2 separate regions of the Mus musculus genome follow, and region 1 is linked to region 2. Evidence: chromatin contacts called from public promoter capture Hi-C data. All regions are on one chromosome and are shown on one strand. The core of a region is the stretch at or near the end of the contact, and the rest is flanking DNA. Distances in the headings are between cores, read along the strand shown.

What was found. Promoter capture Hi-C pulls out the DNA fragments that hold promoters and counts their contacts.
Region 1: a promoter capture Hi-C map of hippocampal neurons shows a contact between it and region 2, with 2.7 times the contacts expected there. The contact joins the promoter of Trafd1 here to the enhancer-like site in region 2. A contact is called at or near these places in 3 of 39 promoter capture datasets (hematopoietic stem and progenitor cells, hippocampal neurons and stem cell-derived epiblast-like cells), 1 of 115 datasets of contacts at active chromatin or transcription factors (embryonic stem cells) and 1 of 9 other capture datasets (liver).

Annotation. Positions count from the first base shown.
Region 1 is chr5:121,384,266-121,389,006 of GRCm38.p6, reverse strand. It overlaps Trafd1 (TRAF type zinc finger domain containing 1), which reads left to right and starts at 3,392. Exons shown (of 12, transcript NM_001163470.1): 1 at 3,392-3,482. It overlaps Gm42020 (predicted gene, 42020), which reads right to left and starts at 3,494. Exons shown (of 2, transcript NR_168130.1): 1 at 3,163-3,494; 2 at 2,117-2,533.
Region 2 is chr5:121,149,194-121,154,634 of GRCm38.p6, reverse strand. Ptpn11 (protein tyrosine phosphatase, non-receptor type 11) reads left to right here. Exons shown (of 16, transcript NM_001109992.1): 7 at 109-205; 8 at 2,081-2,160; 9 at 2,265-2,423; 10 at 5,401-5,441. Among named protein-coding and RNA genes, the nearest start is that of Ptpn11, 39 kb to the left of the region's middle. Within about 2 kb of position 3,699, at least 22 of the 459 cell types and tissues checked have an H3K27ac peak or open chromatin away from gene starts, as enhancers often do. A contact at or near this core is called in hippocampal neurons, where this site is marked.

The sequences.
Region 1 (4,741 bases), core at 2,143-4,642, 230 kb before region 2:
CAGTGTGTTTGCCCAGCAGATACAAAGCGCTGGGTTCGAGCCCCAGCACCACATAAAAAGTGTGGTGGCACACACCTGTAATTCCAGCACTTGGGAGGCAGAGGTAGAAGATGCTCTGCAAGATAGGTAGACAGATAGACATACAGACATATAGACAGACAGACAAATAGATATACACAGTCATGATAGATGAATGGGAAGATAGACAGATATATACACAGACAGACAGATAGATAAACTAAATAAATCCAGCCACAAGATTTGCCAGTTGCATGCTTCCTTTCATATGAAATCCTCAGGCAAGTCCATGGACACAGAAATTAATGGAGAAAAGAGGGAAGATGGAGCTGCTACTGTAGGTGCTAACAAGACAATCAACAACAGAATGGCTTGGCTGTACAATCGTGAATACATTTCCTTTGTGTGTATATTATTATTATTATTACTATTATTATATTTTTGAGGCAAGGTTTCTCTGTGTAGTCTAGGCTGCCCAGGAACTCACTCTGTAGACCAGGCTGGCTCTGAGAGCCACCCATCTCTGCCTCCGGAATGCTGGACATAAAGCTGTACACTATCACCACTGGCTTGCAAATGAATAAATATAATAAAATATTTATGAACTTTACTGTGTGTAACTATAACCCAATAAAATGTAAACTAACACAAACGGACAGTATGTTTGTCCCAGCAGCTTTGGAGAAGAAGATGGGTTGTGCACTGCCTCCATTGCCAAGGATCCAGAGATTCACTTCCTGCTAGATAAAAAGGAACCTAGGACTCTTGGGATGGCTCTGAGGGTAAATGTATTTGTTTACTCTTGATAACTAGCGTTTAATCTCTGGAACCTACACAGCACAGCGAGAGGAGGGACCTGATTCAGACCCAAAGCCACGCTAACAGCATCCCTGCTACACACTAATGAGTAAAAAGACATTTCAAAGGGAATTCGATTTCATAACCCATTCAGAGTCATGTGTGGTGGTGCATGTCCTTAATGCCAGCACTCAGGCAGACAGCATTGAGGGTTTGAGGCCAGTTGGGTCAATACAGGGAGCTCCAGGGCAGCCAGGGCTATACAGTTAGATCCTGTCTCAAGAGAAAACAAATTTGGTGTTGGTCAGTGACTAGGAGGGTGACTTTTGTTTTTTTTTTTAAAAAGATTTACTTATTGTTACATGTAAGTATACTGTAGCTGTCTTCAGACACACCAGAAGAGGGCTTCAGATCTCATTACAGATGGTTGTGAGCCACCATGTGGTTGCTGGGATTTGAACTCAGGACCCTTAAAAGAGCAGTCAGTGCTCTTAACCGCTGAGCCATCTCTCCAGCCGCTCCCTCCCAGTCCTCCCCCCCCCCACCACCCCCGTGGGTAAAGTTTACTGTCTATCAGGAAGCAGCAAACCCCAAACCATCAAGTGGGAGAAGCTAGAGTTAAAAGCCATGCACAACTTGATCTAATTCAGCAAGTATGGGGCCTCTTCCATGAGGCCCTAGGACAAGCAGGGCCTCAGGCCAGGGATCGGTGAATTTCAGCAGCTGCTGGGATCCACAGAGGGAGGAAGGGAAGGGTCTAGTGGCAAGTACCAGCACAGGAAGCTTCCGGTCAGGGAGAGGCTGAGCCAGGAGCTGAGGCAGGGGTTGGGAAGGTGGGCGTGAAGGGGGTGGTGGTGGTAGTAATGCCAGGCTTTGCAAGGATAAGGGGCTCCCCTCCCCCAGCCTGGCAAAGCCTGGAGCTTGGCTGGGCTCAGAGGGCAGGGCACCACCTCCCTTGGGGCTTTATCCAAAATTCCAAAGTCAGTGTGGAAACTGTCTGAGCCCAGAGGGGATGTTTAGATTAGGACATTCAGATTCAGTTAATCTGCTACACGTGTGGAGACAGGGGGACATCCACGACCAAATCTTATTCATTTTAAGTGCTTTTAGTAGCACATGCTTCCATCATGACATTTTCACACAGGATGTATGAAATAGTTAAGACAGGGATTCTCGGTGTAGCCCTGGCTGTCCTGGAACTCCCTCTGTAGACTAGGATGGCCTCGAACTCACAGAGATCCACTTGCCTCTGCCTCTCCAGAGCTGGGAGGGAGGGGGGTAAAAGGCGTGTGCTACCATGCCGAGCCAAAATCTTTAATTTTTAACAAACCCAAAATTTTAAGCCAAGGTGGAGGCAGGAGGCAGAAGCTGAGGTAACTCAGCATTTCCGCGCTGTTTGTCCTCCTCTTGAGTTGTCCTTTCCTCCCCCAGTAAACTCCAGAGGAGCCTCTGAGTCACTTTCACATCGAGGACTGTGAGTTGTTTCCAGGAGACACGACTGCCATTCTCTTGTTTATTTCTTCAGGATGTATTTATATCACCCTGGGAACACGTGGGGGGGGGGCATCTGGAACTTTCTTCCACTCCCAATGGGAACTTTAAACGATGCCATCGCGTTCAGAAACAGTTTGCTAGTTCAAAACAACCAAAGCCCCAAACAAAACAGAAACACGGGCACCCGCAGCAGTCGCAGAGCCAGCAGTGAGCCCGCAGTTCCCTAAAATATTGAGGGAAATAAAAGCATGTGGCAATTAGCTGGATGCGGTAGCCTCAGCCTGCAAAAACAGCACTGGCGGGGATGGAGGCAGGAGGATATTGATTGAGTTTAAGGTGATCCTTACTACATAGGCAGTTGAGGACAAAATGTTGGGATTAAAAGCATGGGCCTCTGTGCTCTGCTTTTGTTAAGATGATGACGATGATGACGACGACGATGATGATGAGATGATGGTGATGAGATGATTAATCTCTTGATACCCTGACTTACAGCTGGACTTACAGGGGGTTCTGAAACACCTGTTGTGGGTGCTGAACACCAAACTCTCCAAGAGTAGCAAGCGTTCTTAGCCGTGGAGACGTGTCTCTCCAGTCCCACAGCTGTATGTTGTTTGCAGTTTACACGCCAGCTTAGATTTAGAATCCCGCCCCCCCCCCCCGCCCCTTTGTATCCATGAGGTAGGAGGTGCAGGAAGAAGCCACCAGGTCCGGCAAGGAGACCCTGGCTGGCACATCGGAATCTCTGACACCTCGAAGAGGTGTGGCAGGAGGAAGCGTTCATGACAAGGATGACAAGGATGACAAGGTGTGGGTATTAATGGCCCATGACAGAGCGCAAACGCCACCCACCGTCATCGTAGGCTCATCTGCACGTTTGCCCTGCATCATCCTAGCAATCAATGTAGATGCCACCGCTTCCAGAGGTGTGTGTGTGGGGAGCGGAGAAATGACCCTCGGAACCTGCCCCCTGAGCTGTGAGCCAATGGAGGATGAGGAGGCGGACCCGAGGAAACGGCAGCGCTGTGGTCCAATGGACTTCCATCAGGGCCCCACGGCTGGCCAATGGGCGTGGCCCTCGGCGACGGTGGGAAGCGGCTGGGCAGCTGGGCGGTTGTTGGCTCCGGGCGGCGGAGGCGGCGGTGGCGGTGCTGTTCCCGCTGGGCTCGGAGGTGAACGGGGGCGGCGGGGTGGGGCGGGGCGGGGCGGGAGGTGGCGGCGGTGACGCAGGCTCGCGGCGGGAGGCGGAGGCTCGGCCCGCTCCAACCGCCCGGGCCCGCGGAGCGCAGAGCGGCCGCTCCCCGAGGCGCCGCGGTGGCGTGTGGCCCGGCCTGCCTCCGCCTCCCCCGGCCTCCCGGTTTGCTGAGTCTTCCCTGCCGTCGCTAGAGGTCTGTCTGTCCGTCCCGCCGCCCTCTTTGTCTGTGTGCTTTCCCGCAGACACTCACCTTAGGTTATTGAAAACGAACCTTTGCTTGGTTTCCGGGCTTTGCTACACTGGACTCTTGGATTCGTTAAACAGTGTCAGTTTGCCCGGGCGCTGAGGCTGCTGGCGGGTGACTTGACAGTGTCCAGATCAGCCTGCCGCTTTGTTAGCAGTCGGTGCCGAAGTCTATTTCTGTGTCGTGGGAAGGAGTGATGTAAACATCGGAGCTGCCTTGTATCCTGGACGGGAAGCGAGAGAAAGGGCTGGAGCTGACTGCTCTTGCCCTGCGAGCCCGGGTGGGAGGGCCTCAGATTTGACCGAGGAGAAACACCTAAGTAGGCAGTGTCGTACCATTTGATAAGATGTCCAATATTAGCGCTCTGCTTACATTTGGTTTTGCTTTTTTTTTTTTTTTTTTTTGGAACTAGGGTCGAATCCATCCCACGTTGGCCTTGAACTGACTAAGTCGCCAAGATGGTTTTGAACTTGTGATTCTTCTGTCTCTATATCCCTAGTGGTAAATTTACAGGCATGTACCATCATGCCCAGTTTTATGCCTGGTCAGGGAACACAGAGCCCCGTATCGCTTGAGCCCCTGCTAGTTTGATGAATACTCCTGCCAAATGTGTAGAGCCTGAATTTAGTCCAAGAAAACACCAGACAACCCCCGCCCCCAAATGGAAGGATTGATTACAAAATAGCTAGCCAGTAGCTAGAAACTCTTAGTAACTGCCAGTCTTCGCTAGCAGGCTCTGATTAAGGTACTAATTAGCCGATCAAGGCTGTGAGAGATTAGACACGAGAGAGAGCTTTCAAATTAGAGTAAGTAGTAACATCTAAGAGCTTTATGTCACCCAGGACTGAAACTGAACCAAGAAGGGGGATAGTGGTCTCCTCACTGACATTTGAAGAAGGCCTGAGGATTGGTTACATTTAATTTAAAAAAAAAAAAGAATTAGGGTTTAATAACATTAACTTTTACTGAAGTTGGGTGAAGGGCATAAGGGA
Region 2 (5,441 bases), core at 2,450-4,949:
CATGTAGTTTGTGGGGACTGAGCTCAGGTCTCAGATGTGAGCCATTTGACTTCCAGCTCTATTGAGCACGTCTGATACATGATAACATTTCCTCTTCTCTGTTTCTAGACGCTCCAGCAACAGGAATGCAAACTTCTCTATAGCCGAAAAGAAGGACAGAGACAAGAAAATAAAAACAAAAACAGATACAAAAACATCCTGCCCTGTGAGTATCTGTCTCCTGCCTCAGTAGCAGCCAATGTGCGCTGGGGTCACATGCTGGCTAATATAACCAGTCGTGATGGGACTGATGCCCTCCCGAGGCCAGGAAAGCTAAGTAGCGGCTCTCTGTGGTACTCTCCTGGTCGTGTTACCTACATATACCAACCTTGAGGCTCGTCGTGTCTCGAGAGTCAGACTCAGGCAAGTGCCTCATGGGCTGAGTTGTGTCTCTGCTCCTCTTGACAAATCTGTGAGTTAGAGGTAGGTGCCTCTCCTCTGGGCCTCTGTTTCCCATTCGGAGAAAGGAGAGCCTACTGGGCTCATCATCACCTTCTGCTGGCTCAGAACAAGCGACAAGGGACCTTGTGAACACCCAGAGCTGAGCCCCCTGTAGTATACACACGGTGGCAGGGCGCTAGGGCCTTTAGTGAGGACCCCATCACTGCACAGGCTGGCGCTCACTCTGCTGCTGCACATTTTGATGTTACCTAATCTAGAACTGTGTAGATGAAAGCAGGGCACTTGTTTTGTCTGAGCACTGGGAAAGTGAAGGGCAGATCTCACCACTCAGGGTGAGCGAGCACTCTGCCACCATGCCACAGCCCCAGCCCTGGTCAGAAACCCGCGCCTGTGTGTGTGTGTGTGTGTGTGTGTGTGTGTGTGTGTGTGTGTTCGTGTTCATTCCACATGGCTGTCTGACTTGTGTAGGGGAGGAGGCATTGCTTTCATGAGACAAGCAAACCAGAGTTTGCAGAGAATCACGTGGAACTGAATAGGGGTCCTGGGGGCTTGGAGGACCTCATTCTTTTTATTTCTAAATTTCGCCCCCTCAGAGGAGGTTCTCACTGTAAAGTGCAGCTGTTTCTCAAATGACCTGTCTGCTGCTGTGCTAGCCACCAATCAATCAGTGTGTCCTCTGATCCTTCCTTTTTTTTTTTTTTTTTAAATGTTGGTGATTGAACCCAGGGCTACATCACCAACCCCTTTCTTAAATCCTTTTTTTTTTTTTGAGACAGTTTCATAAGTTACCCAGGTGGGCTTTGAACTTGTGGTTCTCCCGTTTCATCCTTCTGTGTAGCTGGGATTCCAGGCCTGCACCGTCCTATGAGTGCACATCTTATTTCTTTAAAGATGGGGGACGAGGCAGAAGATCAAAATTCTATCTATGAAACACATCCAGCCTTGCTTCTGATTGCCATCGTAAACTACGTTGGTTTTGATAGAGCACTCAGAATTTTATACTGATAATGTATTTTTGTACAGAATTAAGACAACTCATACTTTATGAATCTTGTCTTACAAACACTGTATTTTACTCTGTCTCCTTAAGAAACCTTTTGTTATAGAACATGTGGAATATATCAACATACAAAAGCTGACATATTGTTGCCCAGCCTCAGGAGTAGCCAGCTCCTGTGTGGCCTTGTTTCGTCTGTACTCAGGCCCACCTCTCTTTCCCTAGGTGGCTTTGAAAATCTTAGATGTCATTGTTAGTACTTTAGTCTTCTTTTTAAAACCAGAAACCAGCTGGGGATATAGCTGAGTGGCACACTGTTTGTCTAGCATGTATAAGGCTCTGGGTTTAATCCCTACCTTTGTCACCAAAACCCAGATAGGAAGAAAAACAGGAGCCCAAACCTTTTGGGTTGAAATGATTTTGGATCCATAAGACGTTATGAAGATAGCATAAATGGTTCTCATACCCAGTGCCTGTACCCCAGAGCATCACCGAGACAGGAAAGTGAGGTGTTGTGGCAGGTTGCACATGTGCTGACTGGAGATTTGATCCTGTGGAAGTCATTGTTAGACTGGCCTGGCCTGAGCCCCGCTGGCTTCTGCTGAAGCTGAGGACTGACAGCTGTCATCTCTTTCTCCTCAGTTGATCATACCAGGGTCGTTCTGCATGATGGGGATCCCAATGAGCCTGTTTCTGATTACATTAATGCAAACATCATCATGGTAAGCTTGACTTTGGCTATATTTTCTGGCCATGTGTTGGAAGCCTCTTTATACCAATGACACCATCTTTCAAATGCTTGAAGGCTTTTCTTCCTGACTTCTAGCCTGAGTTTGAGACCAAGTGCAACAATTCCAAACCCAAAAAGAGTTACATTGCCACTCAAGGCTGCCTGCAGAACACGGTGAATGACTTCTGGCGGATGGTGTTCCAGGAGAACTCTCGAGTCATTGTCATGACCACAAAGGAAGTGGAGAGAGGGAAGGTACACACTTATCTTTTCTGATACCCCCCCCACCCCCCCACCCCCACCCCCCAAGCTCTGGGCTCTGTGTGCCCAGCATCTGATAAAGTATTCTTTACTATTCAAATTATGGAATGTGTTTCTGGATTGTGGTGGTATTTGGCTTTAATCTCAGCATCCAAAGACAAGGAAGCAGGCAGATCTCTGAGTTTGAGGCCAGCCTGGTCTACAGAGCAGTTCCAAGATAGCCAGGGCTACATAGAAACCCTGTCTCAGAAAACAAACAAACAACAAAATATTGAATGTGTCAGGTGGGTCTGGCTGATCCTCTGGAAAAAAAAAGGCTGGACTGGATAGGTCTCAGTGTGTGTATTTATTTGCCTTCTCCTCCTCCTCTTTTCTAACTTTTTCTTTTCAAAGATACAGAGTTTTATGTTCAGCCTAGCCTTGAGCTCTATGTAGAAAAAACTGGTGTTTAAAGGAACCCCTTAATGCTCCTACCTTTTTAAGTGCTGGGATGCATGTGAGCACCCATGGGTCCAGCGTGCTTATTGGTGCTTTCTGATTGGAGTTCATGGAGCGCTGTGGAATGTCCCCACTCCACTCAGTTGGTTTTGAGGGAACCCATACAGAAGGCTCCTTAGTGCCACTCCCTTAGCCCCTGTCTACATGGTGGTGTCGTCTTGGATCTCTTCCTTTGTCTGAGCCAGGACATGTGCTTTGCTCATCTGTGTCTTTTGTGGCGTGTGCCACAATTTATAGGTTTTTGATATTTGGATTTTAATTGTGTTCTGGTTAGAGTTTTTGTTTGGATATTCTCTATTGCCTTACATAAAATTGAGTGCAATTTCATAGTCACATTTAGAAGCTAACCTGAGACAGGTGGGGCTCTTGGTAGTTGAGCCTGGCAACTGAGAGGCAAGTGATGGTGCAGGGTTTTGGTTGGTGTACTTTTGCATGCCTTTAGCAGTGATGTTAGGTGTCCTGAGTTCCTGGGCTCTTCTCAGTTACAGCTCTTCCCAGTTCCTGCTTTCTGCTTGATGGAAAGGTCAGAGTTCATCTAGCACAGAGGACATGGGCTCGTAACAGAGGAATCAGGCTAGCCACCATTGGAAGTGCAGTTGAAAACTCCAGAGCAGAGAGCCTGGGCAGAATGGTACCTGGTGCCTGTGCTCAGCTCCAGTCCTCACCTCCTTGACCCAGTCCTTCATGTCACCCTGGGAGTGTGCACAGTAGTTCTGGAGTCTCTTGACAGCCTTTGTTTACAGCCTGTGTCCCTCACTGCACAGAAGCAAAACCAGATTGTGGCAGCTCTCCTACGCAGCAGTCCTGCAACATGCAAACCACTAAGCAGAGGGCCGCAGGTGCTGTGAGTCAGCTGAAATGTCTCTTTTCAAGGCAGGGTGGTTTTGTGTTCTCTGTTGAGGCCTCTGTAGTGACCAGAGCAATCCTTGAATTGATTGGTCAGAAAACAGCACCATTACGTTGGCAGTGATAGAAATCCTACCAGACGGTCAAATGCAAAGGCTGAATTTAGAATAAAAATCACATATTCCATCAGCTGCTCCTTCTGTCTCGGGGTCCTTTCTGGGTTAGTTACTAAGCTCTGTAGCTAGCTGTCCTCTTGTTTTTTACCACCTGTAAGTTACTCAGCATTTCTAGACTTTGATGTAAACTTTCCTTGCTGATGTTCACATGGGTGGTTTTAGAAAGTGAGTGTGACGATTTCCAGAAAGACAGAAGCAGAGCATGTTCTGTCTTGGACTTATCATTGGTAGATGATGGAACTGTTCCTCTTGGAGATAACACAGGCTCATTCCTCGGCTGGACAAGGCTTCTTACCTTTATGTCATTGTTACTTCTTTCTCAGCTGCCTGCCCTGGTGTTTGTTTTGAAACAGGATCTTGCTATATAGTTCTGGCTGGCCTGCTATTCACTATGTAGAGCAATCCAGACTTACACTGGAAGTGATTCTCCTGCCTCTGTCTTCAGGGACTACAAGTGTGCACACTCAGCTTTCAGTTTATCTGTTCAGGGTACCACTATGCAGCTCTAGCTGGCCTGGAACTTGCTATGTAGATCAGGTTGTCCCTGAGCTCACAGAGACCTGCTTGCCTCTGCTTCCCAAGTGCCAATACTCAATACATAAATCAATAATGGTGTGTGCTTCCCCCCTCTGTTCGTTCGTTCTTTCTTTCTTTCTTTCTTTCTTTCTTTCTTTCTTTCTCAAGATTCATTTATTTATTATATGTAAGTACACTGTAGCTGTCTTCAGACACTCCAGAAGAGGGCATCAGATTTTGTTACGGATGGTTGTGAGCCAGCCACCATGTGGTTGCTGGGATTTGAACTCGGGACCTTTGGAAGAGCAGTCGGCGCTCTTAACCACTGAGCCATCTCACCCAGCCCCCAGCTCCCCCCCCCCCCCCCCCAATCTGTTCTTGAAGCCAACAGCCATTGCAGACTGTGTTCTTGGTTTTGGGAAGCTGGTGTGTGGTTGGTGTCAGATGAGTCTGGATATAGAGAAAGCAGCTGGCCCAGAACCCTGGCTGCCCCTCTGAGTGAGCTGTTCATACTGTTCAGAGAAATCCAGGTACACATGATAGGACAGTGTCAGCCATCTGCCTGTCCTCTCAGAACAACTGATAGAATGCTAGAATTGCAAGTTCTGCTTGCCTGGGGGCAGTCCCTCCCACTTTGCCTGTTTTATCCTCAGAGCTGAATAAGCAGGTGTTGACTCTGATCTGGTAGCTAGTGGGTGGGGCATGGGGTGGGCATCTGGCCAACCTGCGGCACCTCCTACCCTCCCCCCTGTGGCCTGCCTTGCTCATTTGCATTGTTCTCTTGTTGGCATTCTAGAGGATAGAGGCAGGCTCCTGTCCCAGGAGGAGCCTCCTGCTGCTGTCACCAGCAGGCCTGGGATGATTGGTCATTGCAGGTCTGGATTTTCACTAGGGCTTGGGACATTAATTAACAGGCTCCTTGTGGTTCCTTCCAGAGCAAATGTGTCAAGTACTGGCCTGATGAGTATGCGCTCAA